Regions from separate parts of the Mus musculus genome. Here all the other regions are linked to region 1. A link is a contact called in public HiCAR-type, HiChIP or PLAC-seq and promoter capture Hi-C data. All regions are on one chromosome and are shown on one strand. The core of a region is the stretch at or near the end of the contact, and the rest is flanking DNA. Distances in the headings are between cores, read along the strand shown. Region 1 holds the start of Cdkl2 (cyclin-dependent kinase-like 2 (CDC2-related kinase)). Region 2 overlaps Ankrd17 (ankyrin repeat domain 17). Region 3 holds the start of Rassf6 (Ras association (RalGDS/AF-6) domain family member 6). Region 4 holds the start of Cxcl1 (chemokine (C-X-C motif) ligand 1). Region 5 has its middle 11 kb from the start of Epgn.

Region 1 (5,251 bases), core at 1,085-3,584:
AGCATAAATTAATTTTTTTAAATCTGACTTTTGAATTTAAATTCCAGCAGCCATGAATAAAAAAATATTGCTCTAGATCCTGATTTGGTTTCAACATGGGCTGGGGAAGACTTAAACTTTAGGTATATTTATATTTTAAAATATAAATATTAGGTGATTATACTCAAATGACGACTCACAGTTGAATTTTTAAGAGCCTGACCATACCAAAAAAACAAAAACAAAAACAAAACAAAAAAACCTTATCACAACCTCTTGGAAGGAAAACACTTCTTTCCACTTAATATTAATCGCATATGATATATAGAGCTAACTTACCCAGACAAGAAAAAGTGGTGATGTTTTAGTGGCTTCTAGTATATTCATAGAAAAGGGGGAAAACCAACCAACCAAACAAACAAAAAACATTGACTTTTTATTCTAAAAAATTATGATAATCCAAAGTATATATTACATTTTCAACACTTGTCACCTAAGTGTGTGTGTGTGTGTGTGAGAATCCAAAGTATATATTACATTTTCAACACTTGACACCTAAGTGTGTGTGTGTGTGTGTGTGTGTGTGTGTGTGTGTGTCTGTGTCTGTGTTAACCCAGGGCCTCCAATAAGCTAAGCAGGTGTTCTTTCTACCACTGAAGTACACCATCCAGCAGCCATTATTTGCACAGTGTAAATGGAGATCAACACAGAAAAGAGAAGATGGAGAGAATGAAAAGAATCCTAATTAAAATCAAATTCAAAACTCTTCACTATCTTATTACCACTTTGGGTATTAGATTCTACTTAAAACTATTTACAGTGTCATAGGCACTGACTTCCCATATAGTTCACATTTTAACTTCTTTTTACCTTTAATTACTTTTATAATAAAAAATTTACATTTGGAAAAACCTTCAGTGTGATTCTAACTGGCATAGTTTTTAACCTTCCCTTAAGTATATATTGTAAAGGAGTAAGCTTTAGGCTAGTGAAAATAATACAAATAGCTGGAATCTATAGCCTAGATCGTTTTTAAACATATTGTAATTGGCATCCTAGATATTTAAAGATGCAAAATGAACCAAATAAAAATGACCTTAATCATGTCTAAAAGGTTCTGAAACATATTATAACCTAGTATTATACAAGTGAACTAATCCAAATTTATTTTCCCAACCATGTAGACACACTACATAGAGCACACCTACTTGTTCAAGTGGGACTGTCTAAAATACCTTAAGAATATCATGGCCTAAAATATGCCTTGTTTCCTCAGTAACTTATAACCCATCAGTTTCTTGCCTTCTCACTCTTAAATCTATGGGTAGCACGTGGCATACAAAAAAGAAGTCTGGTGCGATGGCACTATAATAATTTAGGATATGTGCCATACAAGCATACTGTTCAAATACTACCAATGTTCTTTGGTTAAAATCAAACTGAAATTTCTTATACATAAAAGAACGAAATAACTGGGTTTTTACAAAGTATTATACTTACTATTTCTTCCAAACCCTTCACATGGAAAGAGCCAAAGGTTTTCAACTTGGAAACAAATTTAAGGTGATATGCATCTCGCTAGCAGATCTAAAAAGATGCTGACTAGCTAGCACACTAGCAATCCCAGTATTGGGATTTCCTCTGCGGACGCAATTACCGGTCCTAGGTGAAGCAGGCAGGGAGGCAGATTGGCTTCTGCCCTCCGCAAGCTCACACTTCCGAGGACTACGGGCCGCATGCTGCCGTCGTCAAGGCAACGACCTCACTCGGTCCCCAGCCATAGGCAGTCTCCAGAGAGAGAGAAAGGGCCCGAGTCAGAATGCGTCTGCGACAGGCAAAGACACAAGCACCTGTCAAGGACAACAGCTGCAGAGAAACGAACTGAGGAAAACAGAGCACCGCCGGCCGAAAGCCCTCGGGTCGCTCAGCTCAGGGAAGCAGCACCTCGCCAAGTAGCCCTAGGCGAAGGCGTTGGCCACCCTAGCTGCAAGGGGCGGCTCTCACCCGCCTGGTCCCGCCCCGCCTACGGCGGAGCCTCCCTGATCCTGATTGGCTGAGGCCTGTCGTCAGGCGTTGTGATTGGCTCTGTGCCACCCCGCCCCGCCCCTTCACCTGGAGCTCGCAGGTTCGCTCAGCTGACGGCCTCGTCCCCACACCTACGGTCTTAAGTTTGTAGGGACCTTTCTGCCGGCGCCAGGAGACCTCTGCTCTCAGGGGACCGCAGGTTGCCCCAGTGGCCACGAGGAGAGCCAAGGTGACGGTTCGCTGGGACTGAGGAGACCATGAGATTTCCCAGCTTGCCCGCCCGCGGCGCGGCGGGGCGCTGCGGGGCGCGGGCCCCACCCGGGGAGGTTCCGCCCAGCCGCGATTCCTCGCTTCCTTTCGGTTCCGGGCGGTGGACCGGAAGAGCCTAGTAGTTTATTTAGCCGAAATTGGTGGGATGAGATCTGTTGACAGACCTGACAGGAAAAAGGACCCTGGGACGCCAGCCTGGTAGGGAAAGATTTGGGGTGGAGCCCAGAGAGGACCAGAAAGCAAGAAAGGTAGGTGCTGACTGCAAGCGGCGCAAGCTGGAGCTTAAAGCTTGCCTTCAGCTTGAAGACTAGATTAGCCACGACAGGGCAAGATCGGAAGACCATTACCAAGCATATGCTGACGTCGTACGAGAAGCCGGGAAATGCTTTATCCCTCCTTATTAAGGGACTGAGATTGTAAGGCCAAATAGTTTTACTTGTATTCACCTATAGCCACACAATTTGTACTCAACTAAATATGTTTTTTTTTTTAATAGCTCGATCCAGGAAAGTATCCTTGATAACAGACACGTATATGCCTAGCCAGCACCCAGGGGTTATTCTTGCATAGTAAGGTGTAAGAGCAATTGTTTTATAATTTTTCTTAGTTCGGTACTGCATTAATCTCCCGGTGCTCAGTTACCATCATTCACCAAACTGCTTAAAATCGAGTTCCCGAACCTACAATTTTGAGAACCACCTCTGGAAACAGGGTATGGGTTTTTGGTTTTTTTGTTTTGTTTTGTTTTGTTTTGTTTTTTTGGGGGGGGGTTGTTTTTGGATAACCCAAGATGTGAGTTATAATGTAGCAATGAGCTGTGACCAACTTGAAGATAATTCCCATCGCTTTACTCTAGATTGTAACAAACCCCATGAGGTTTAAATAGAAAAATATTTATGAGTGTTCTGCCTGCTTGTATGTCTGTGCACTGTGAGCGTGCTTGGTGCCCACAGAGGTAAAAGAGGGCGTCAAGACCCCCTGGAACTGGAGTTACAGTTGGTTTCTGATTGCCGTGGGTCCTCAGGAAGAGTGACAGGTGTGCTTGGCCACTGAGCCATCTCTCTAGACATTCATGTGAACTTTTATGTACAAACAGGTTTATTAGGGTGGGAACCTCATATTTTACTTTTTTCCAGTTTTACAAAAAATAAACAGTTGAGTAGCAAAATTAGTGGTATACATGGGAACTGAAAGGACAAAGGCTATAAAAATGGTGAACAGGTGTTGCTTGAGAAAATATTTAAAAGTTGGAAATAACTGTAAAGGAACTAGAGGGTAGTCAAGAAGTACAAGTTCCTTTGGGAAATAGGGTAGTTCAGTGATGGCATGCTTGCTTGGACTGCACAAAGCCCTGGGCCCCACATCCAACAATTTATACACTAAGGCATGATGGTTGTGGCACAGCCCTCTAATCTCAGCCCTCGGAGGTAGGGAGCAGGAGTGCCGCAAAGTCAGGTCTCTCTCAGCTACTGACCAAGCTCAAGACCTAGCCTCTGTGAGGCACCATGAAGAAGGGAAGGGGGAGGAAGATTATTCTGTCTGTCATCCGATTACTGAAGAGGAAGGAGATAGATGTTATGTAGAACAACTAGGATTGCTGTTTTCTTCTTGAACCATAAAATAACTGGCAGAGAAAAATGGTAGGGAAGGAGGCAGCATCAGTAATTCCTGAAATACTAAGTGTAAGGGTTTATTAGTCCAGAAGAATTCAAGGAGAGAAAACATGCACATTACCTAGCCTAAATCTTTAGTAAATTTCATTTTTCTATTAAACCATACTGGTCAGCCTGGCACGTAGTGAAAACTTTAGTCCCCAGCAAGCATATGTCTTGAGTTCAAGGCCAGCCTAGACTATACTGCAGGTTCCAAGCCAGCCAGAGCTATATATTGAGACCCTGCCCCAAACAAAACAACAAACATACTGGTCAGATTGAGGCTCAAGAAAATAGTAAGTTTAAACTCCTAAAGGTAGGTAGTTATGACAAGTTTCAATTCAATAGGAACAGAATAAAACGTTTAGTGTGCCAACTGAATCTGTGCACCATGAATCTACAGTGGAAATGGACCTTGTTTCATACAGGATGCCAAGTTCCAGGGCAAGAATGGAGAAAATGAGGAATATAATACCTGGTGATTAAACACAGGAGGTAAGGAATCAAGAATGGTGGAAAGGCCAGGCATGGTGGCGCACGCCTTTAATCCCAGCACTCGGGAGGCAGAGGCAGGCGGATTTCTGAGTTCGAGGCCAGCCTGGTCTACAAAGTGAGTTCCAGGACAGCCAGGGCTACACAGAGAAACCCTGTCTCGAAAAACCAAAAAAAAAAAAAAAAAAAAAAAGAATGCTGGAAAAGCTGGTACCCAGCTAAACAAATAAGATGAGTTATAATGGCTCTTAAAATTAGAAATCACCAGAATAAGTGAAAAATGTTCTAAGGAAAACACTGGAAATGCCTGAGGTAGAGCCCAGCCCTCCAGACACAACAACAAAGCAAAGCATAAATAGGCTAAGAAATACAACTACTATTCCACTTCTCCATCCCCACCCAAGAACAGTGACAGCTTCTATTCAGATGCTGGGAGCTATGCTATTGGCAGCAGCCAAGTGGAAACCCAAGTGTCCATCAGCAGGGTTTAGCTCTAGCATTTTCATTCAGTAGAACACTGGTTCTCAACCTGTAGACTATGACCCCTTTGGGAGTCACATATCAGATCTCCTGCATATCAGATATTATGATCATAAAGTAGCAAAATTAGTTATGAAGTAGCAACAGAATACTTGTATGGTTGGGAATCACAATATGAGGAACTATTAAAGGGTAGCAGTGCTAGAAAAGTTGAGAACTGCCGGGCGGTGGTGGCGCACGCCTTTAATCCCAGCACTTGGGAGGCAGAGGCAGGCGGATTTCTGAGTTCGAGGTCAGCCTGGTCTACAAAGTGAGTTCCAGAACAGCCAGGGCTACACAGAGAAACCCTGTCT
Region 2 (5,251 bases), core at 1,206-3,705, 1.8 Mb before region 1:
CTGAGATGTCGACGACAGAGCTACAGTTGTCATTTTGATCCCCATTAAGGAACTGTTAGCAGCAGTGGTGGTAGGTGCTGAGGACCCGATTTTGGAATTTGCTGTGGAGCTTTTCAAACGATTCTTTGGAATAAGTTCATCAATTTCTTTGTCTGGATCCTTGATCAAAGCATTGATCAACTGAGTTGCTTGTCTTGTTGATTCAGTGCCACCCCTGCATGTTGATCAACAGATAAAAAAATGGCCCCCAAATTAGCCTTAATTTCACTACTTTCTAGTAGTACAGTCTATCATTCTCATGTAGACATTTACATGTATGCATGTATAAACACACATTAAACAGGTAAACCAAACACACACACACACACACACACACACACACACACACACACACACCCCTTAAGTGACTTAAAAAAAAGATTATGTCCACATGTATAACTGTTTAGACAGTTGTAAGCCACCAAGTAAGTGTTGGAAACCATGTCTTCTATAAGAGCAGTAAGTGCTCTTAACTCCTAAGCCACTGTCCCAGCCTCTATTTTATTTTTAAAGAAAAAAAAATCTTCCCATTGTTTCCTTAGACTAAAATGTTATTTCTCCTATTGTAACATGATTTATCATTAGGAAACAGATTATACATAAAAGCTTGTGTGGCCTACAATAATATTTTGAAGATAAATATACGGTCAATAACTAGAACTGGTACTCAATGCCAATAGTACCAGCAGAAGAATGATCTGTGAGTTCCAGGCCAGCCTGAGTTACTTACTGAGAGCAGGCCTTAAAAGAAAAAGGGGAAAAGAAGGTAAGCCTAGAGTGTTGGTGCAAGACTTTAATCTTAACACTTAAGACATAGCCTAGTAAAGAGTTACATAGAAAGCCTGCCTCAAAAAGGGTGATGAATATTTAAAACAATCTTATTAAAAAGTTGGAATTGGCCGGGCAGTGGTGGCGCACATCTTTAATCCCAGCACTTGGGAGGCAGAGGCAGGCGGATTTCTGAGTTCAAGGCCAGCCTAGTCTACAGAGTGAGTTCCAGGACAGCCAGGGCTACACAGAGAAACCCGGTCTCAAAAACAAAAAAAAAAAAAAAAAAAAAAAAGTTGGAATTGTAGCTCATTGGTGAGAATTTACATTCAATTTTTAACACTGTAAAATCAAAAAACAAAACACCAATGTTCAAGTAAACATGAAACACTTTACAACTAAGCAAGGGAAGAGGATTTGGTCGTTGATCTTAGTATCTGAGATAAGTTTACTGCCTAAATGGCTTCCCTATGAACAGCATTGGAGGACAACCTCTCAAAACAAGTGAGGAATTCTAACAATGCCAGCAACAACAATGACAGCAAACTAGAACGTTGGCTCTTCAGGAAAACGCCCGATTTAAGTTTACATATGGAAACCTCAAGAACAAATGACCCAGAAAGGGTATTTACTTGCCTTTCCTCTGGATTCTGCAAGTTAATCTAGCAGAGGAAAAGGTGAAAATGAAATGGATTAAATGTCTCCCTACTTTAAAGAAAAAAAAACCTGTAAGTCCTAGTATACACTCAGTTGAAAACCCACTTTTCCTTCCCTCCCTCCCTCCCTTTTTCTTTCTCTCTCTCTCTTTCCTTCTCTCTCTCTCTCTCTCTCTCTTAAATAATTTATTACTTTTTATTTTATGGGCATTGGTGTTTTGCCTGCATGTCTGGATACCCTGGAACTGGAGTTATAGACAGTTGTGAGCTGCCGTGTGGGTGAGGGGAATCGAAACCTAGTTCTCTGGAAGAGCAGTCAGTGTTTTTAGCTGCTGGGCCATCTCTCCTCCGACCCTACCCTGAGAACCCGCTTTTCAAAATGTACTTATACTATAGCTATTTTAAGTACAGCTTTTGCATCCTTATAATGTCGTAAACTGTCATCTTTATTCTTGGAGTATTTCAGCAGACACACTTGTTGAGTTTTCAGGTTAAATATTTACACTGCCACTACTGATTATGTTACATTAATAAGTTCAAATTCTAAGGATATCATTTCACAACAAAAATCTATAAAGTAATTGAGAGAAAATAACTCCCTGCTTTAAAATGTGTAAGAAATTTATTACTCAAGAATCTAGACAAATTTTTAACTATCTCAAATTTTTATAACATTATTTAAAACATATCATAAGAATGTATTCATTAGAAAAAATCCTGAGAATAATATTCCCAAAGACTCATACTTTGGGGGATGGGATGTGTATGTGGGGGATAAGGTCTCCCTACAGAGCTCTGGCTGTCCTGGAAATCATTATAAAGTCCAGGCTGGCCTTAAACTTAGAGTTCTGTCAGCCTGCCTCTGCTGAGATTAAATACCTGTATTACAACTCTTCTAAAACTATAATCTTTTAAATACATAAAGGCTGAGGAGATGCCAGTGATGGTTTGTTTATGCTTGGCCCAGGGAGTGGCATTATTTGGAGGTGTGGCCTGATTGGAGTAGGCGTGTCACTGTGGGTGTGGGCTATGACCCTCACTGAGCTGCCTAGAAGCCAGTATTCTGCTAGCAGCCTTCAGATAAAGAAACAGGACTCCCAGCAATGCCTGCAAATGCCGGCCTGGATGCCACCATGTTCCCGCCATGATGATAATGGACTGAATGGACCTCTGAACCTGTAAGCCAGTTACATGTTGTTCTTATAAGAGTTGCCTTGGTCGTGGTGTCTGTTCACAGCAGTAAAACACTAAGACAGAAGTTGGTACCAGGGACTGGGGTACTGCTGTGATCGGCCTGACCATGTTTTTGTTTGGAAGAATGTAGATTTTGGGACTTTGGATTTGGAAAGCACTGGAATGCTTTAAGTGGGTCTTAATGGGTCATCCTAGAAGGAATGTGGAAGACTTTGTTGCTGAGAGTGGTTTGAACTGTGACCATCTGACCCACGAGGTTTTAGTGGAGAATTTCAGTATGTGGCCTAGAGACTGTTTTTGTGGTTCTTTGGTGAATGTGACTTTTTTTTTTTTTGCATTGTCCTAGGAGTCTGCCTGAGGCCAAGAGATTTAGATTCCTTTGAAAAAGGAAGTCTCAAAACAGCCTGGGGTAATTTCTGTTGTATGGTTACTAAAGTTCACTCTTATGAAAAACATTTTAATGAAAAGGAACAAGCTGAGAAGAAAGGACAAATATAAAATATATGGTTGGAATATTAAAGGGGCACTCAGAAGTAAAATGGAGCTGAATCCTGTGTTCACAGATAGTAAATGAATTAAGGGAGTAGTGAGTGACCTTGGAGCAAAATCCACCCAGCTAAGTTTAGGGCCAGGCATGGAAGTACACACCTTTACTCCCAGAAGAGGAAGACAAAATGTGAGTTCAAGGTCCAACAGAGCAAGTTCTAGGTGAACAAAAACTTAAATCCTGGCTTGGTGGACCACACCTTTAATCCCAGTGTTTTAGGAGAGAGGCATACAGATCTATGAGTTCAAAGTTAGTTCTCTGAGTTCAAAGTCAGTCTACAGAGCAAGTTCCAGGACTGCCAAGCTTAGGCAATGAAGGAGTTGGGAAACAGAAAGCTGGTGAAAATATAATAGAATACAAGAGTAGGCCATGTTCCAGCCCCAGCAAAAAGCAGAACTCAGCAACTTTGGTTATTTGGCTCTGGCTTTAAGAGTCCAGAATAGAAGAGACTACTGGATTAAATGATGCTGGTTAGCTGGAGATAAGAAATTAGTGGTGAGGGGGCTAGAGAGATGGCTCAGAGGTTAAGAGCAGTGGCTGCTCTTCCAGAGGTTCTGAGTTCAATTCCCAGCAACCACATGGTGGTTCAAAACTATCTCTAATAAGATCTGGTGCTCTCTTCTGTACTGCAGACATACATGCAGGTAGAATGGTGTATTTATAACAAATCTTAAAAAACTTGAATTAAAAATAAATTAGCTGGGTGGCACACACCTTTAATCCCAGCACTTGGGAGGCAGAGGCAGGCAGATTTCTGAGTTCAAAGCCAGCCTGGTCTACAGAGTGAGATCTAGGACAGCCAGGGCTACACAGAGAAACCCTGGAAAAACCAATCAATCAAGAATAGAATAGAATAGAATAGAATAGAATAGAATAGAATAGAATAGAATAGAATAGAATAGAATAGAATAGAATAGAGGTGATTAAGAGACCAGCACCACTAAAGTGAAATCTTCTGGGAAGTGTTTTCTGAGAGCACAAAGAAGTTGTGATCCAGAGATTGTCAAGGTATTTTCCCCTGTTGCAGCTGTCTTTTGGTAATGTGTAAGAGTCACCCAGGCGCTACTGGTTTTGAAGGCATGAAGAGATCATGATGAGCAGCTGAGGCCTGGCACTGAGAGAGTCCATGGAAGGCCACTGGTGAAGGTTCAGCCCTAAATGCAGTTTGGCCCAGGACTGAAGGGGTCATGCAAAAGAGTTGAGCTTTGACACTAAAAGGAGAGCCTGTGAGAGGCTTTTGGTGAAACCTAGTTGTAGTGGAAGACCCCAGCCAGCTTATTGGAGATGCCAGTACCACAGGATGATCATCAAGAACAGCAGCAACAGTGGGAGTGGATCAGCTGGAGGTTATAGTGCTACAGAGCACAGAGATAGTGACGCCAGCCCTTTGGAGGAGCCCAGAAGATCATGTGTGGATCCCAGACACTGAAACAAGAAGCTGTGATACTTGGAGACCCCAAAATGTTTGAGATGTCAGAGCCATAAGATATCTCCTGAGACATGCTGCTAACAGGATGTGGAACCAGTCCAGGAAAAGAGAAAGGGCCTGGAGATGTGAAGACCACTTTGACATCAGACATAGAGATGCAGAGTCTGGAGTTTGCCCAGCTGTTTTCCTGTCTTGATTTGGGTATTACAGTTAAGCGATTGGGTGGATCTCAGAAGAGACTTTTTAAATTTTTTATTATGCTGTGGCTAGGTATGGCCCCCCCCCCATAGATTCATGTGTTTGAATAAGTCTATGGGGACCAGGGAATGGAATGTGATAGTTTGTATGTGCTTGGCCCAGGGAATGGCATTATTTGGAGGTATGGCCTTGTTGAAATTGGTGTGTTCTGCTGTGCGTGGTGGCGCACACCTTTAATCCCAGAACTCGGGAGGCAGAGGCAGGTGGATTTCTGAGTTCGAGGCCAGCCTGGTCTACAGAGTGAATTCCAGGACAGCCAGGGCTATACATACAGAGAAACCCTGACTTGAAAAACCAAAAAATTGGTGTGTTCCTAGCCGGGTGTGGTGGCGCATGCCTTTAAACCCTGTCTCAAAGGGG
Region 3 (5,251 bases), core at 929-3,428, 1.4 Mb before region 1:
GTCCTTCAACAGATGAATGGATGACTTGAATATTTTTTAAAAAATTAAATTTTTTACATGAAGCCTAAATCCGTGTTTCTGAAGCCCCAGAATCCCTGAATTTATACAAGTAACTGGAGATTTAGCATAAAACATCTAGTTTAATTATAATTATAAGCTACTCATTTCAGGAAACTAAAATAGGAGTCAACATTAAGTGTACAACATTTAATGCTATGTTATCTGCACTATTTTAAATATAATTAGAAAAGTTTATTATTTCATACAACCCTCGTTATTTTTCTGTGTTGTTGATTAGAACATTCTATAATTTGCAATATAGGGTTATATATTTTAGGAACAACAGATAAACATATACGTATAGCATATAAGCTAACTAGGAAGATAGTTTTTTATGAGGTTAAGGAGATTCATCTCAATATTAAAATATTAAATATAGTCAAACAGATTTATCTTACTTGGGGCACTGTTTTTTATATTGATATATCACTAGGGAATATAAAATCAAATACTTTAAATTGTATTCAACAGTTTATATTCAGTATAATAGATGAAAAATGTTTAGTTATTACTCTGAGGTAGTCTAAATAAATGAGATTATTTTATAAGCCAAACTGCACTGTTATTGCTAGATCCTATAAGCCAATAGCACAACAAATGTCAGTTGACTTGGCATTAGAAATCTACCCAAAATTCTTCAGTCAGTATCTCATTAGATGTGGATTAGGAAATTCAAATTCTATAGTGGAAAAATGAACATTTAAGACAATGATGATTTGCATTGTAAACCATTTAGCAACATTCATAAAACTCATAGCAAGAGTCACAAAAGTGTCCTTTACACAACACCGTATAATAAAAAGCCACTTCCTTGTCATTTAAGCTGAAGAGTTAGAGCCCGACAAAGCATGAGCACCAGACTGTTAGCATATAAAGAAAGTCACCATCATTTGACTGTAAACCATTCAATATGTGTTACAACAGAAGGGCTTAGCCCAGATAGTCTAATTTGATGAAAGTCATTCAAATGCAGTCTTTCATGTGAAGCATAAAGGCCAGGGCTTTACAGCATAAAATAGATAGTAATTTTCTCACTACAGATGCTTTTTATTTCCTCAGAAATAAACACCACTTTCACAAAATAAAAGTGGATAACATTTAAGTTTAAACTGGCCTTCAGGTAGGCTAAACACTTGGAAGTGAGGAGAAGCCAGGCAGTTTTACCACTACAGAGCTGCTGCTGCTCGCCCATGGTCACCAGGTCAGTCTCACAAGCACTGTTCCTCTTCCAGCATCCTCAGGGTCTGGTGTTGTCTGTCCAGCTCAGGTCAGTTTGTCCTCCCCGTCACACCCATTTTACAGATCTGTAGATTTGTGGGCGGTGACATACGATGCGATGCCGTTTGTGGAAGAACTGCCACCTGTTTAATCCCCACTAAAGTGCCCTGAGACACATGGTATCATGTTTGTTTTATAGATGCCAGACTTATGAGGCTTAGATATGGGAAGTAACGTTCAAAGTGACAAACTAGTAAGTAGCAGACACAAGGCTTGATCCTATGACTCTCCAGCTTCAGAATCTGGATGCTAACTCACAGATGCCCTTGTGATTACGGTCATCCTAACATTGTTTGGTGAGGTCTTCATTATATCTCAATCCCTTCTCAGTGAAGCTGATTTACCTTGAAGAAAGGAACATTTAACTGACCCCTCAAGTTAAAGGGTCTTTCCTTTACGATGTAGTCATGTATGACAAACTTGAAACACAAGAAGCAGCTAAGGTAAAAGTCAACGAGCTGGCTCTTTGGGAAAGGGGAAGGCAGGGTGGTCTTGCTGCTCCAAACGCCCCTCCCCACTACTGTGTCCTAACCCCCTCACGCGCTTACCTTCTCCAGGAGAGTATTCTGAAAAAAAAATTCTGATTTAAGGCCAACTCACACTAGGGCTCAGGTTGCGCTGATGCACGCACGGGTTTACGCTTCCTGACTATGGATTTCAGTTTCTCTAGACCGCTCTCAAATGCTCCCCGCACCCCTACCTGGTGTGCCTGTGTGTGGACTGAGCGGGGCTCTTCGCTTCAACCTCCAAGTTCACCTGCTTTTGTGCCGGGCAAAGGAGACTCTTGTGACCAAGCAGCGCGGAGCCTGAGGTGGCGAGCTGTCCCTTACAGTAGTGGGAAGGCGGAGCTGCCTGCGGGTGACAAGGCGTCCTTGTCACTCACCTGATCACTCACCTGCTCCGAGCCGAGGCAGGCAGTCAGGGTGGAGGACACATGGCTGGCCCCACAGTGCTGCTCCAGGCAGAGTTTCGCAGCCCCAGCGGCAGTTAATTATTACAAGGTTGCCCATCGCAGGGGGTGTGAGCAACCTGAGCCACGCCCAGTGCCTCAGTGCATGTTGGGAGTGTTTACTCTGTCCTTGCGGCCAGCAGGTACCCTGCTCTCTGCAGTAGTGGACTGATGGTGGGGACCTTTGTCAGTGACAGGCTGCAGGATCTTTGCTAGCCAACTGTGCTGCAGATAAACGGCTCCAGCTAGGACTCTGCGTTTTGTCTTTGAAAAGTTAAGTTGTCTTTCAGCTTGTGATTTCTTAATTTTCTTTTCCTTAGTCTTGGCTTTCTGCCAGCACCTTTGCACCCAAGACTTTTTTTTTTTTTCCTCACACCCTTAGGGTGTGCCAGAACCTTCCAGGCAGCTTGCAACATCAGGGCTCATGTGCCTGGCCTGACCACCTGACTTAAATTGGGTCTTGGGTAGCCGTATTATTATTTTAAGAGAAGGTGAGGCAGGCTTGACTTGTGTTCTCTGAGGTGGAATGCTGACTGAACTGAAGGTCTGACAATGACGCTAGAGCCCCAGTGCTTGTTTGATGTGTCTATACGGTGCCTTCCATAGGATTCTAAACTCACGCAGAAAGGGTCAGACAGTCGAGTTAGCCTGTGGCCATTGAAAAAGGTGAGGGGCTTTGAGATTTAACAGGCATTGGTCAAAAGAGGTATCGGCCATCACTTGTACTAGCTTGGCCACGTTGGCTCACAGTATACTGGTGTGTGGTTGCTGGCGTGGACTGACCTTTGGATGATAAAGAACAGGACCTGCAGTGTTTACAGCTCTGCTTCTACAATGTCTTGCTCAGATCCTGGCTGCACCCAGTCGCCCGTGCTCAAACGGATCTCCTGTTTGTTTTCAGTGTCTGGGCAACACTGGGTTTCTGCCTTTATCTGCAGCCTTCCCTTTAAATACTTTATCCTCGTGTAGATGTATAGTTTTTCTGTAGACTGTAAAGCCATATAGCATGCACAATGTGAAAAATTTCAAAAACACAGAAATGAAACAAAAATATTTACAAATCTATCTCTGGAATAAAATTATTGTAAGCAGCGGGCTGACTGTCATGGCTGACATATTTACTCTGGGAACATATCTGAAGGTGGCTGCATAGTTTGCTCTTCTATAACTTATCTTTATCTCATAAAAGATATTGTGAACAATTTACCATATGTCAGGGTGGGTTAATTTTTTTCTTACAATGTATTTTAACTAGCGGCACTGTAATATGCCATATGCATAGAGCATTATTTATTTAAGCAGTTCCTTATTGAGAGGGAGTTTTATTTCTAAACAACACTACAGCGAATTTTTACATGTAATTGCTCTGAACTGTGGTTACGACCTTACAACCTTCAAAGTGAAGTAACAGGATGAAAAAGGGTATATACTTTAAATTATATTAAAATTTATTTTACTTTTATCTTATGAGCATGGGTGTTTTGCCTGTGTGTGTGGACACCATCTGCTTTCTGTGCCTGCTGGGGCTAGAAGAGGGTATTGGATCCCCCAGCAATGGAGTCACAGACAGTAGCGAGTCACCATGTGGGTGCTGGGAACCGAACCTGGGTTCTCTGCAAGAGCAGCAGGTGCTAAGTCCTTAGCCATGCCTCTAGATTCTAAAAGTTTTCTAATCCAAAGAATAATTTATTGATTTCATAATCCTAGGGTAATATGTGTTCATGAGTTATTGTACTTCTTTCCAATTATTACCAGTTTGAAAGTTTAGAATTCATATTTTATTTTATTTTATTTTATTTTTTGAGACAGGGCTCACTTGATAGCTATTCCAGTCTCCAACTCTCGACCTTTTGGTTCATTTCCTTAGTGCTGGGATTCAGGTTTATACCATCCTCAGCTGATAAATGCTGTAAATGTGTACAGAATTAGTTACTAGTAAAGTCGAAGTCTTTCTTACATTAACCTTGCATATTCGCTTTTTTTGTTTTTGAAATTTTCTCTTTGCCCATCTTCCTCTTCTTTAAAATGTGTCTTTACAGAGGAGACTTACAACTCTACCTTGGATACGCCGTGGCTTGACTTCCCAGGCTTTTCATTTATAGCCTAGTCTTGTCTGTGATATTCTTGACATAAGAAAGTTTCAAAAAAGTAATCAAATCTATTTTCTTTGTTATTTTGAAATTGAGTTTCATAAACAGCTTTTCTGATGATCCATTTATGCATTTTCTTCTAGGGTTTTCTTCAGATATTTATTTACTCATTAAATTCTACCCATCTGGATATCTTACATTAAAAAGATAACATTGGAATGCCAGGGCCAAAAAGGGGGAGTGGGTGGGTAGGGGAGTGGGGGGGTGGGTATGGGGGACTTTTGGGATAGCATTGGAAATGTAAATGAGGAAAATACCTAATAAAAAAAAGAAAAAAAAGATAACATTTAAATCATACTTCATTTTTCTAAGCTCCTCAACTTTTAAATAAGTCATACTTATCAAATCATACAAAGTATTGATTGGCTCCACATCAAGACGGGAATCCTGTATGTCTCTAGTTCATCCCCTAAGCCTAGAACAGGGCTCAGCAGGCCCAGCCTCTGTCAGCCCTTGGTGCCGTCCTTCTTTTTCTCCTCCCATACCCAGCAAATTGGTGAGACCTGATACAATATCTCCACTGCTCTCTCCCTACTTCAGGACAGCACGGTCCTGGATTGGACACTACAATGGCCTCCGACGGCCTTCACTGTTTCCTTCGGTTGCTCATGTACCATTCAGCCAGCAGGATCTTCTATAAACTATTCTCATCGCATCAGACCAACTTCCTTTGCTAAAAGCCTTTCTAGTGGTTGCCCCATACCTGTGGAATGAACTCTAAATCTGACCTCCTTACTAAGACATAGAAGGTCTCGCTCACCCCTTTCAGCCTTGTTGACTCTCTGCTTTCCTGGTGTTTCCTGTACAGTCTTCT
Region 4 (5,251 bases), core at 1,722-4,221, 1.2 Mb before region 1:
GGAGCACACAGCTCTTTCACTGGACTTGATTCCTCAGTAAAGTAAACCTACTTTCCTTCTTCAGCGTGACAGTTCCTAAGCTCACCTCCCTGTATCCGCAGCATCTCCATGGATATTGTTTCTTATATTAAAAAATTTAACTCCCCGTAACTCATGTGCTAAGTAAAAAAAATCAATAAAACCCATTAACCTCAACAGATTTATTTACTACTTATTCATTTTATTTACTCTGTTTAATTTTTATCATGACAAAAGAGCCATAAAATTTATCACAAAAAATGTACATCTTGATGATATTTGTATAGTCTTGTGCAACCATCACTGCCATCCATTTCCAAAATGCCTTCATCATATAAATGGAAACCCTACGTCTGTTTGATAACTTCCATGGCTGGAAAGATGGTTCAGTGGGTAAAATACTTGCTGTCCAAGCATTGAGACCTAAATTCACGTGTCCAGCACCAAAATAACGATGAGGAGTGACTGAATGCATGTCTCTATGATCACAGCACTGTGGAGGCCTGGATAGACGGGCAGATGCCAGGGTTCGGCAGCCAGCCAGTCTATCCAAAGCTGTGAGGTTAATGGGGAGCCCTGACTCCAAATCAAGCTGGAAAGCAATCAAGATAAACATCCCAGTGTCAACCACTGTTTCCACATGCACCCTCCACATACATCCAACACACATGCACACACATACAAACAATAATAATAAATTTCTAAATCCCTTTCTCCTGGGCAACCACTATTGTACGTTCTGTATTTATGCCTTTCCTTTTACTGAATGGAATGTATAAAATGTTATTTTTTAGTTTCAATAATTTCATATCTTACTGGTTTGCTTTAGTTAACATTACTTTCAGTAACTTTTACTTGAAGGATACTTTACAGATGTTAAGTGGTTGTATTTTTATATTAGTTCTATGAGGGACATTTTTGAGACTTAATAAAGATTGGAAATGTTTTACATTGACTGTGTACATTCACTCATCCACTTGAGTGTGGATGCGCATATGTTAGTACAGGGGCCGGCTGAGGCATCAGGCGTTAGCTGTCCCTGGAGCTGGAATTACAGATGATTGGGAATTGCCTGATAATTGAACTTACCTCTTTTGCAAGAACAGAACATGCTCTTAGCTGCTGAGCCATTCCTCCAGCCCTAGTGAGCTTCTATTTTTAAGACATGACTCCAGTAGGTTGTTCTGTGATTTGCAGCTTGTATATATCAGCGGCATCCAGCTATAGTAAAACAAGGAGGAATTCTCTTATCACGGTACCCTTCAAAACAGCTAATCTTAGGAAGTTTGGAAACAGGTGTAGTGCTTGGTGAAGGACTCTCCTGTGCAGATGGCTACCATTTCCTTGCAGAGACCTCAGGGAAGAAGGGAGTAAGACTCAGCACAGATGACCTCTGAACTCTCATGGGGCATTAATCCTAATCTGAGTACCCCACCTTTATGATCATTCAATTTGTTGCCAATAAAGTTGTAGAGTACCACGTCTCTTCCTTTATTTGGTAGCTATTTGCAAAATGCTTAAATAGCACCCGGATGCTAGCACATTTCATCTTAGTATATCAGCTCTGTGAAGCAAATGCTACTATTGGCTTTCTTTTACAGATGAGAAACATACTTGAGGTTGGAGAGATTGCCAGTGACCATTGCGTGGGGACTCGTTGAAGCTGAAGTTTTAATCCTAATAGTCAGGCTGCCTCTGTAGCTCCACATGTAGAGTACACCCAGACCAAGGGTTTCTTACATGATAGCTCCAGTTCTCCCTCACAGAGACATAGAATCAATGGATGTTCAGCTAGGATCTACATTCAAATACCAACAATGACAAAAACAAACACAAACAAACAAACAACAATAACGACAACAATCTGGAGACCTAAGACTGCATTCAGGCAGATTCTGAAATTGTTTAAATAGAGAGCAACAAATATGTCAGTAATTATCTAAGTCTGGTGTATTGGCTCCTGAGTCTAAGAAGCACTTGGAAGGTGGGAGGAGAAGGCTTGGAAGTTCAATAGCTAGTTCTAGGTAACCCTGAGTAGTAATTAATAATAATAATAATAATAATAATAATAATAATAATAATATTCAAAGACTCAGTTTTACAATACAGATAGATTCAGATAGCATGAAAATAGTTGTACAAGTAGACTAATAGTTATATAAAGCCATAGCCCTTTGCTGTTAGACTGGTGCTTGTGACATCTGTGGCCTTTTATATCTAGGAACCCCCTCCTCAGCCCAGAAAAAAACCCACAGCTTTCCCGTGGACTTTCCTTAGTCAAAACAAAATATGACCTGCTATACAGCAGGGTAGGGATGCTTCAGGAACCACACCGGGAGTTCGGACTTTCGGGAAGTTCCCAAGCTCAAAAAACAAAGAGGAGATTGCTACAGCATTCTAAAATAAACAGGGACCTAACCTTGACAGTGATCTTTCTCCTCACCCTCTTCACATGCCTCCCTGATACAAACCACCAACTGTGATTTACCACAAAAACAGTTGGCAAAAGCAAACCACCTCACGTGGGATAAGAGAGGGTAGATGTCTTTTTAAAGAATGCGTTAATCTGCCACACTCAAAAAACAAGACAAGCTTCCATCCCCGCAAATCACTGTAGTACACCAAGTGGAATCCTAGGTGGCGTGGCGCCCACGTGCACATAACGCGTGTGACCCACCTCGCCCTGAGCACTGGAGACTCTGAAGTCTCACTACTCCTCCCCCCCCCAACCCCCCAGCCGTCACTTGTCCAGCGAAGCACGTCACTCCCTCCCCTTTGGGACTTTGGGGCAAAAAGCAAAAATCCCAGAGTCTAATCCTTGGGAGTGGAGCAAGGGGGAGGAGCGATGTCCTTTCCGGTTGCAGGGAAACACCCTGTACTCCGGGAATTTCCCTGGCCCGGAGCTCTGGAGTTTCGAGCATAAAAGGGGCTCGCGGGAGCCCTAGAGCTCCACAACAGGACTCAGAGCCTCTAACCAGTTCCAGCACTCCAGACTCCAGCCACACTCCAACACAGCACCATGATCCCAGCCACCCGCTCGCTTCTCTGTGCAGCGCTGCTGCTGCTGGCCACCAGCCGCCTGGCCACAGGTAGGTCTCGCCACTGCCACTGGGGGAGGAGGGACCTCTGGTGAGCGCAGCCTCCCACAGTCCCGCTGACCAAGAGTCTTCTCCCATAGGGGCGCCTATCGCCAATGAGCTGCGCTGTCAGTGCCTGCAGACCATGGCTGGGATTCACCTCAAGAACATCCAGAGCTTGAAGGTGTTGCCCTCAGGGCCCCACTGCACCCAAACCGAAGTCATGTGAGTATCTTCCCGGTTAGCTTCTGCCACTTCCAGACTCGCCCAAACCCTCCCGCGCCCCCACACTTCTCCTAGTGGGAATGCCTAACATGTGGGTCTATCCTTCTCTCTGCAGAGCCACACTCAAGAATGGTCGCGAGGCTTGCCTTGACCCTGAAGCTCCCTTGGTTCAGAAAATTGTCCAAAAGATGCTAAAGTGAGTTGTGACTTGTGTTTGTACCCGAGACTAGAGTCAAGGGTGGGAGTACTGGCATATGACCCCTGAACGTTAATTCTATCAAGGAAAGTCTGTGTTTATCAGGAGGTCGGAAAGTTGTGGTTATTATTTTGGTAATTGACCTTAATTTGAGATCATTAATTGGTTCTGATGCTAGAGAATTGTGTCCTCTTGGACACAATTACTATTGTATATTACACAATTACTATTGTGTATAATTATTACCACACTCAAAACCCCTATGCAAATGGTCAGTGGCAACAGTTCCTAAAAGATGGAGAAGTCGCCAATAGCCTTTAAAAGTCTCCTTAGGGGCTGGCAAAGCATGCCCGAGCCTTCTTTTGCCAGTGAGATTTCCCTGAGTTCAAGGCTAAGGTCTCTGTGAATGTTACATAATTTATTGAATTTAAGCCAAGTAGGGGAGATAATAGCAGCTATATCACAGAGTTGTGAGTGAGAGAGGATTAAAGTCACACTTGTAAATTAACCCATGCTGAAGTAGGTTTTTGTTTGTTTGTTTTTGTTTTTGTTTGTTTTTGTTTTCCAAGTCAAGTGATTGACTCCACAGGAACCGACAGTACAGAACTCTGGGTGCAAGTGTAGACATGTAGAAAGCCCATCTGGAGCCTCAGGGGCTGGAATAAAAGAAGAAAGGCTTTGATGACTATTTGTAACAATGACTCTTTTCTGATTGCAGAGGTGTCCCCAAGTAACGGAGAAAGAAGACAGACTGCTCTGATGGCACCTGTCTGGTGAACGCTGGCTTCTGACAACACTATACAATTTCTTTTGAGGGTCCTATTTATTTATGTATTTATTTATTCCACAAAGTGTGTGGTTTTTATTTTACATTAATATTTAACAGTGTGGATACATTTCATCGATGGTAGTTCAGTTCTGCTTGTTCAGTTTAAAGATGGGTAGGCTTAAAATATTTCATTAAACTAATATTTATTGGGAGACCACTAAGTGTCAACCACTGTGCTAGTAGAAGGGTGTTGTGCGAAAAGAAGTGCAGAGAGATAGAGTTTAGTATTATGTTTTGTATGTATTAGGGTGAGGACATGTGTGGGAGGCTGTGTTTGTATGTCTTGAAAAGAATGTCAGTTATTTATTGAAAGTCGTCTTTCATATTGTATGGTCAACACGCACGTGTTGACGCTTCCCTTGGACATTTTGTGTCTAGTTGGTAGGGCATAATGCCCTTTTACATTCTTTAACCCTGTTTCTCCTGGTCTCGTCTCGCTCGGGACAGAGACGTTCAAAGGACTGTTACAAATGAAGTAAAAATAAAAGTTTTATTAAAAAAAATAACATGGGTGCTTTTTGTCTTATTCTTCTTGACATGGTGGTTTGTAGTTAATCTTGTACCTATGATGGCTGGAATTTCTTATGACTTGCATACTTGAGGAGGAGCAATTGCTACCCCTGAAAAACACATTCTATGATTCCCCAACTTTCTTGATAATTTCTAGCTCTACACTGACCAATTTTTTTACTCAAAAAAAAGTTCCTTTTTTTAAAAAAATACCTTTGCTGTTATTATTGTTTAATTTTGAGAGAGGGATTGTCTACGGCCAGACCACCCTGAACGAGCTCGATCTCCTCTTATCTCAGAAGCTAAGCAGGATCGGGCCTGGTTAGGACTTGAACGGGATAGAGGGGTCGTGCAAAGCTGTCTAGACTGGCTTTGAACTCTCAGTCCTTCCTCTGC
Region 5 (5,251 bases), core at 1,922-4,421, 1.0 Mb before region 1:
TACTTTCAGTTGACCAAGGACTTCCTCTTGAGGAAAGGCAAGAGATACCGTAAATGGTCACCCACATTTACTGTCTGTAAGTGCTTACATGTTTCAGACATAATAACCTCAAATTAGAACATCAGAAGTTGACTTCCAGATAATCAAATCAAAATGTTAACCAAAACAAAACAACCCCTTCCCTCCGAAAACCAGTAACACGCAATTCAATCTTCTTCACTCACAGAGAGCTATTTATTAACACTATAAAACACACCGAGCTAAACAACACAAAAACCTAGACTAGAATTTATGAAAGTTATCTGATTATGAGCTTCTTATGATCTAACAACAGGGGTTGCCTTTTCAGAAAAGATTCTCTGACATACCCATGGAGCCGAAGGGACATCTGGCAACATCTGTGCACATACAAAAAGCTGAAATACGTATACAATAAGATTCTGAGACGAACAACTCAATAAAACCTTTGCCTCAGAACTATGTTTTCAGCTATGTAGGTGGATCATCAGTGATGTGTTTATGGTGTTTGTGACAAAACCAGTCAGTCCAAGAAATTGAATTTCCTTCCATTCTGCCTTTGCCTCCTGCCATGTCTGCCTCTATGTCAGTTCTGTGAGAGTACATCCTTTGGTCAGCCACATTCATAAGTACTTCATTATGTACTTTAGACTATGGTAGGGGTGGCGCAAATCCTGTAATAGTACCCATACAAAGCTATTAACTTTACAAAAAAAAATGATTTACAACAGCTTGTCACTGTATCCCGAGTTAACTTTTCCTATAATCATGTTTTCATAGGATGAAATTATAAACTGACCCGTCTTTTAGAATTTCCTGCCACCATACAGATCTAATCCTTCAGTTTTGACATATTCACTTTGGTGATGTCAGTAAGATTTTCCTTCATTATATTTAATTGAAAAACAATGTCTTATGAAAATAAGACAAACATCAACAATTTAAATTGTTGATGTTGAACACAAGGACAGTGCTCGTGTGCCAAAGACTTGTGAATAAACCAACTAACTTCTTGACGTTACAAAATGTTACATGCTATCTTGCGTGTGATATAAATATTGATAGCTTGCAACCCACACATATGGGAAGGGTTACCAGAAGCCCTATTGCAAAATACCACTCTTTCTACCTTACATCATTGACTGATGACATCAGATAGGAACTTCTGCCAAGATGCAGTGGAAGTGTTGAAATTGAATTTGTCAGAGTCTGGCATTGCTAAGCTGGGTGAGTCCACATTTCTGTCCAAACCTTTGGCACAGATCTATCCAGTAGCACATTGAAGAGCATACTTTTCAAGTTCTGGATGATAGTTCTGTTAATTATTCAAATCAATCGGTGACCTTGGGAGACTCTGAGCAACTAGCGACCCATGTTCCAGTCTTGAGAAGACCCGTGTTTTAAAAAAATGTGTTCTGTTGTTTTATTTCACTTCGCTCCATAACCTAAATGAGGGAATACCTGCTGCTTCCGAAGAAACAGCTCATCGGGGGTAGGAATTCGATTACATGATAAGGAGTTGGACAGCCTCGCTCAGTCCAGTCTTATCTCAACACCTTGTGGCCCTTCATTCTCGTTTTTGTGCCTCAGATACAGGAGCATAGATGTATGTAGATTGAAATGCAGTTAAGATCAAAGGCAAGTAGCTACAGCTAACCATGTGGCTTGTCCTCAGGGAGTGGCTAATGAGATGCCAGGATTAGTGGTGGGTCTGTAATCTCAGCATTTAGAAGGCAGAGGGACAATCTCAAATCTTCAAGGCCAGTTTGGGTTACTTATCTAGACTGTCTTAAAGACAAAAAACAAAAACAACATCAACATCAACAACAACAACATCAACAACAACAACGTCAACAAAATTTTAAAAATTAAAAACAACAAATCATGCTGTAGATCTTTTTTTTGGAAAGAATGGCATCTCTATACTTTTAAATTTGCACAAAGGTATTGAATCAATATAAAGTTCTTTAACAAATCAAGGGAGCATACTAGTGTCCTAGCACTGCCATTTATAATCATTTCCAAGGCTTTTAATTAACCCAACAGACACACATTTAATTGTGCAGACTTGTTCAAGGACACACAACATTCAGCTCTTTCTCTTTGCCATAGCCTAGGGGATCTCTCCCGACAGGGTATGGAAAATTCATATTCTTGGTGAACCTAGAGAGGTGGCCAAGTGATCTACAAATGAAAACCAGTTCTTTTCTTTATAATAGACATAATAGCCTTTGTCATGGACCAACCACAGAAATTCCCTACTGTCATCTTCAGATTAAGATGTGCATACCAGTGTCAGGGTGGGGCCAGAACAGGAGAGAAGAGCCTGCCAACAGGAGAGTCCACAGACTGGAGACTGGAAACAAAGCCTGGCTTATCCTCAAGACTCAAGGGATAAAAGGATCACTTGAGAATATTCCTCGTTGATCTGTGGACAAGTGTCACCTGGCACTGTTAACTTCCATGGGTGCCCTTGACTGAGGTTGGTGATCAGAGACAAGAAGTAAAGCATCCAAGCTGTCAGTAGAATTCAGTAGACCCCGTCTTCCTCTCCATTACCTTCAGTCCTACCCTTATCCAAATTGTTCCTTAGAGAAAAATATTAAATTTTGATGGACTTGATTAAGGCAACAATTTGAGATATAAAAACAATATCTGTGTCACTCTAGGTACAAGGCTTCTCACGCAGTCCTGGGGCTGCTTAACTCCATGGAGTCCTTTGGATATGAAATTCTATTAAATGGCTATAAGAAAAATAAAAAAACACTCTGAGAGTTATCAGGAGGATCCCACCCACAGACATTATCTCCTTTGGCTTCCATGTGTTTGTTTTACATCAAGCCCACATTTAGAAGCCAAGGTATTTTCTAGTGAAGAGAAGGCAGAAAACTGTCTTGCATAGCTGTGGTTAGGAATGCTTGCATCCTCCAAAGCTACCGGCCCCCAGGGCTTAAGCTGCCAATTCAAGGTTCCTAGGAGCCTTTAAATCTGCCAACTTGGTTGTTTGGATTAGTGTTATGGTCTTTCCTCATCTTAATTTAATTACCAGGAGGCCTGTAGAGGGCCCTGTTGCACTGCAAACCTCACAGGGCAGAGAAAAACCTCAGATCAAAGAGTTGCCCAGGAATGTACCTGCTAGGAGAAGCCACACTCACCTGGGAGCTGGCAAGGTGCCAGCTGATGACTCAGACACTGCCCTGCCCACATCCCTAGCTGCTTCCTGCTACAATACATGCTGGGTGTGTCTTCTCAGCGAGTTAGCCTGCTAAAGTCACCTCCCAGTTCAAAGCCTGACACCAGCTTCTCCCATCCCCCATGCCCCACAACTGATATAAATATCTTTATTAACTCCTCCTTTCGACTGTTACCCTTAATAATATTAGTCAATTGTTTTTCATTAACTTACTTTATACACAGCGCCCCTCCTCCCTGCCCAGTCTCACCCTCATAAATCCCTCCTCCTGTTACCCCCTTCCCCTTGCATACCACTTCACCTTGGGACATCTGTTCATAGCAAGACAGTCCAGCTAGGGGAAGGAGATCCAATGGCAGGCAACAGAGTCAGAGACAGCCCAGCTCCAATTGTTAGGAGACCCACATGTAGACCAAGCAGCATATCTGCTAGAGATGTGTAAGGGACCTAGGTCCAGCCCCTGCATACTTTTTGATTGGTGGTTCAGTCTCTATGAGCTCCCATGGGATCAAGTTGGTTAACTCGGTAGGTCTTCTTGTGGTGTCCTTGAACCCCTGGGCTCACTTATTCCTATCTCCCAGTCTTCCTCAATACTCCCCAGGTTCCATCTGATGTTTGGCTGTGGGTTTCTGCATCTGTTTTTATCTGCTGCTGGATGAAGTCTCTCAGATGACAGCTATGCTAGGCTCTTATCTGCAAGCACAGCAGAGTATCATTAATAGTGACAGGGGTTGGCTCTCTCCCATGGAATTGTCATTAACTTTCTTATCTACCCAAATTTTGGTAAAAGTCACAAGGACACAATTCCAAGGCCTCTTATTACTGTGGATTCAAATTCCTGTTCTCATATTGCTTGTTCATTCCTTTATCAAGCTATAAATGACTAGAAGACCTTGCAAGCAGAATTTTCTTAAGTAAACTAACAAACGTAACATATTTTCCGCCCTTCATTGCTGACTTCTTGAGCTAATACGGAGGTGCAGTTGTCCCTACTCTCTTCACGACTCACCTACCCCTTTTCTTATGCTCTGAGAAAACTGTTAATGTTTAATCAAGTGATGGAGAAATGATTTTTATTCAGTGCAACAAATTTGGCAGTAAATTGGCCCAAACTGGTCTAGAAGGTGGGGTTTAGTAATGGAGTTTGTATTTGGAACACTTTTGAGCCTGGGTTTGACTCACAGCTCAAATGTGAGGAAATTAGCCTAACCTGTGCTTGTTTTAGTGGCAAGAAGTTGGTTAAGAGTTCCCTAAACACTCAATAGAAAGATGGTGCCATCAGACTAAAGGAAGTCTATAGGAGACAGGAGAGGTGGTGCCATCAGTTGTCCTGCCTTGAGCCTGAAATTATGCAAATACCATAGCTACCACAAGCACCAGAATCAGGAACTGTGTGCTGGACAGACAGCCCCTTCTGCAGGGCAGTACCAGTCCCAATTTCCTGAGTGGTAGGTAAGTAAGCATGCTAGCTATCAGATGCTTCTTAGAGCTCGGCAAGCATCCATTCTCCAGTGTTTTGCCTTTGCAGGGCTAAGGCAATATATAGAACTTTGCCAGAAATGATAGTTGCTTGTTTGTTTGTTTTTTTGCATCCCAGTGGCACCCTTTCTGAAGATCGCTTAGATTTTTCCATTTCCCTCTGCCGTGTGTAAAGGTTTAGGTTGTGTTTTTCTGCATACCTAAGTTTAGGTGTCAAACAGAATATTCCATCACCTTCAATACTAGGTATGGCCTTTAAAGGAGAGGCCGGGATTTTAACTAACTAGAGCAGTGAAAAATCAGCCCTGGAATTTTTAGTAGCATTCTTTATCAGAGGCCACTTTATCTCTGTCTCAGACTTTATTCCCAAACTAGCAGAATGAAATCTTAGGTTTGTGAAACACCAGCTACGTAACTGTAGTAGCCTGCCTGAGGATGAGCAAGCTGTACGGAGAACAAAATACTCGGCAGTGCACCATAAGAGAGCAAAGGTTTATTTTGACCCATGGTTTCAGAGAAACTTCTGCCTATCTTGGAGGAGAGGGCATGGCTACAGGAGTG

The links. Promoter capture Hi-C pulls out the DNA fragments that hold promoters and counts their contacts. HiCAR-type assays count read pairs that join an accessible place to other places. HiChIP or PLAC-seq counts read pairs in DNA pulled down with a chosen protein or histone mark.
Region 2: an H3K27ac HiChIP or PLAC-seq map of embryonic stem cells shows a contact between it and region 1, with 3 times the contacts expected there. The contact joins the enhancer-like site here to the promoter of Cdkl2 in region 1. A contact is called at or near these places in 3 of 39 promoter capture datasets (embryonic stem cells, frontonasal cranial neural crest and hippocampal neurons) and 3 of 115 datasets of contacts at active chromatin or transcription factors (astrocytes, embryonic forebrain and embryonic stem cells).
Region 3: a promoter capture Hi-C map of liver shows a contact between it and region 1, with 3 times the contacts expected there. The contact joins the promoter of Rassf6 here to the promoter of Cdkl2 in region 1. A contact is called at or near these places in 5 of 39 promoter capture datasets (the 3T3-L1 cell line, hippocampal neurons, liver and 1 more) and 1 of 9 other capture datasets (liver).
Region 4: a contact with region 1 is called in a HiCAR-type map of astrocytes, with 4 times the contacts expected there. The contact joins the promoter of Cxcl1 here to the promoter of Cdkl2 in region 1. A contact is called at or near these places in 4 of 39 promoter capture datasets (cranial neural crest, hippocampal neurons and liver) and 1 of 115 datasets of contacts at active chromatin or transcription factors (astrocytes).
Region 5: a FOXA1 HiChIP or PLAC-seq map of pancreatic cancer cells shows a contact between it and region 1. The contact joins the enhancer-like site here to the promoter of Cdkl2 in region 1. A contact is called at or near these places in 3 of 39 promoter capture datasets (the 3T3-L1 cell line, embryonic stem cells and liver), 2 of 115 datasets of contacts at active chromatin or transcription factors (embryonic stem cells and pancreatic cancer cells) and 1 of 9 other capture datasets (macrophages).

The regions. Positions count from the first base shown.
Region 1 is chr5:92,040,708-92,045,958 of GRCm38.p6, forward strand. Cdkl2 (cyclin-dependent kinase-like 2 (CDC2-related kinase)) reads right to left here and starts at 2,335. Exons shown (of 14, transcript NM_016912.2): 1 at 2,092-2,335.
Region 2 is chr5:90,244,281-90,249,531 of GRCm38.p6, forward strand. Ankrd17 (ankyrin repeat domain 17) reads right to left here. Exons shown (of 34, transcript NM_030886.2): 29 at 1-214. Among named protein-coding and RNA genes, the nearest start is that of Cox18, 23 kb to the left of the region's middle. Within about 2 kb of position 2,456, at least 23 of the 459 cell types and tissues checked have an H3K27ac peak or open chromatin away from gene starts, as enhancers often do. A contact at or near this core is called in embryonic stem cells, where this site is marked.
Region 3 is chr5:90,638,349-90,643,599 of GRCm38.p6, forward strand. Rassf6 (Ras association (RalGDS/AF-6) domain family member 6) reads right to left here and starts at 2,179. Exons shown (of 11, transcript NM_028478.3): 1 at 2,039-2,179.
Region 4 is chr5:90,888,274-90,893,524 of GRCm38.p6, forward strand. Cxcl1 (chemokine (C-X-C motif) ligand 1) reads left to right here and starts at 2,972. Exons shown (of 4, transcript NM_008176.3): 1 at 2,972-3,107; 2 at 3,197-3,320; 3 at 3,436-3,516; 4 at 4,235-4,848. The coding sequence starts at 3,038. The coding sequence ends at 4,250.
Region 5 is chr5:91,035,645-91,040,895 of GRCm38.p6, forward strand. No RefSeq gene overlaps it. Among named protein-coding and RNA genes, the nearest start is that of Epgn, 11 kb to the left of the region's middle. Within about 2 kb of position 3,172, at least 64 of the 459 cell types and tissues checked have an H3K27ac peak or open chromatin away from gene starts, as enhancers often do. A contact at or near this core is called in liver and pancreatic cancer cells, where this site is marked.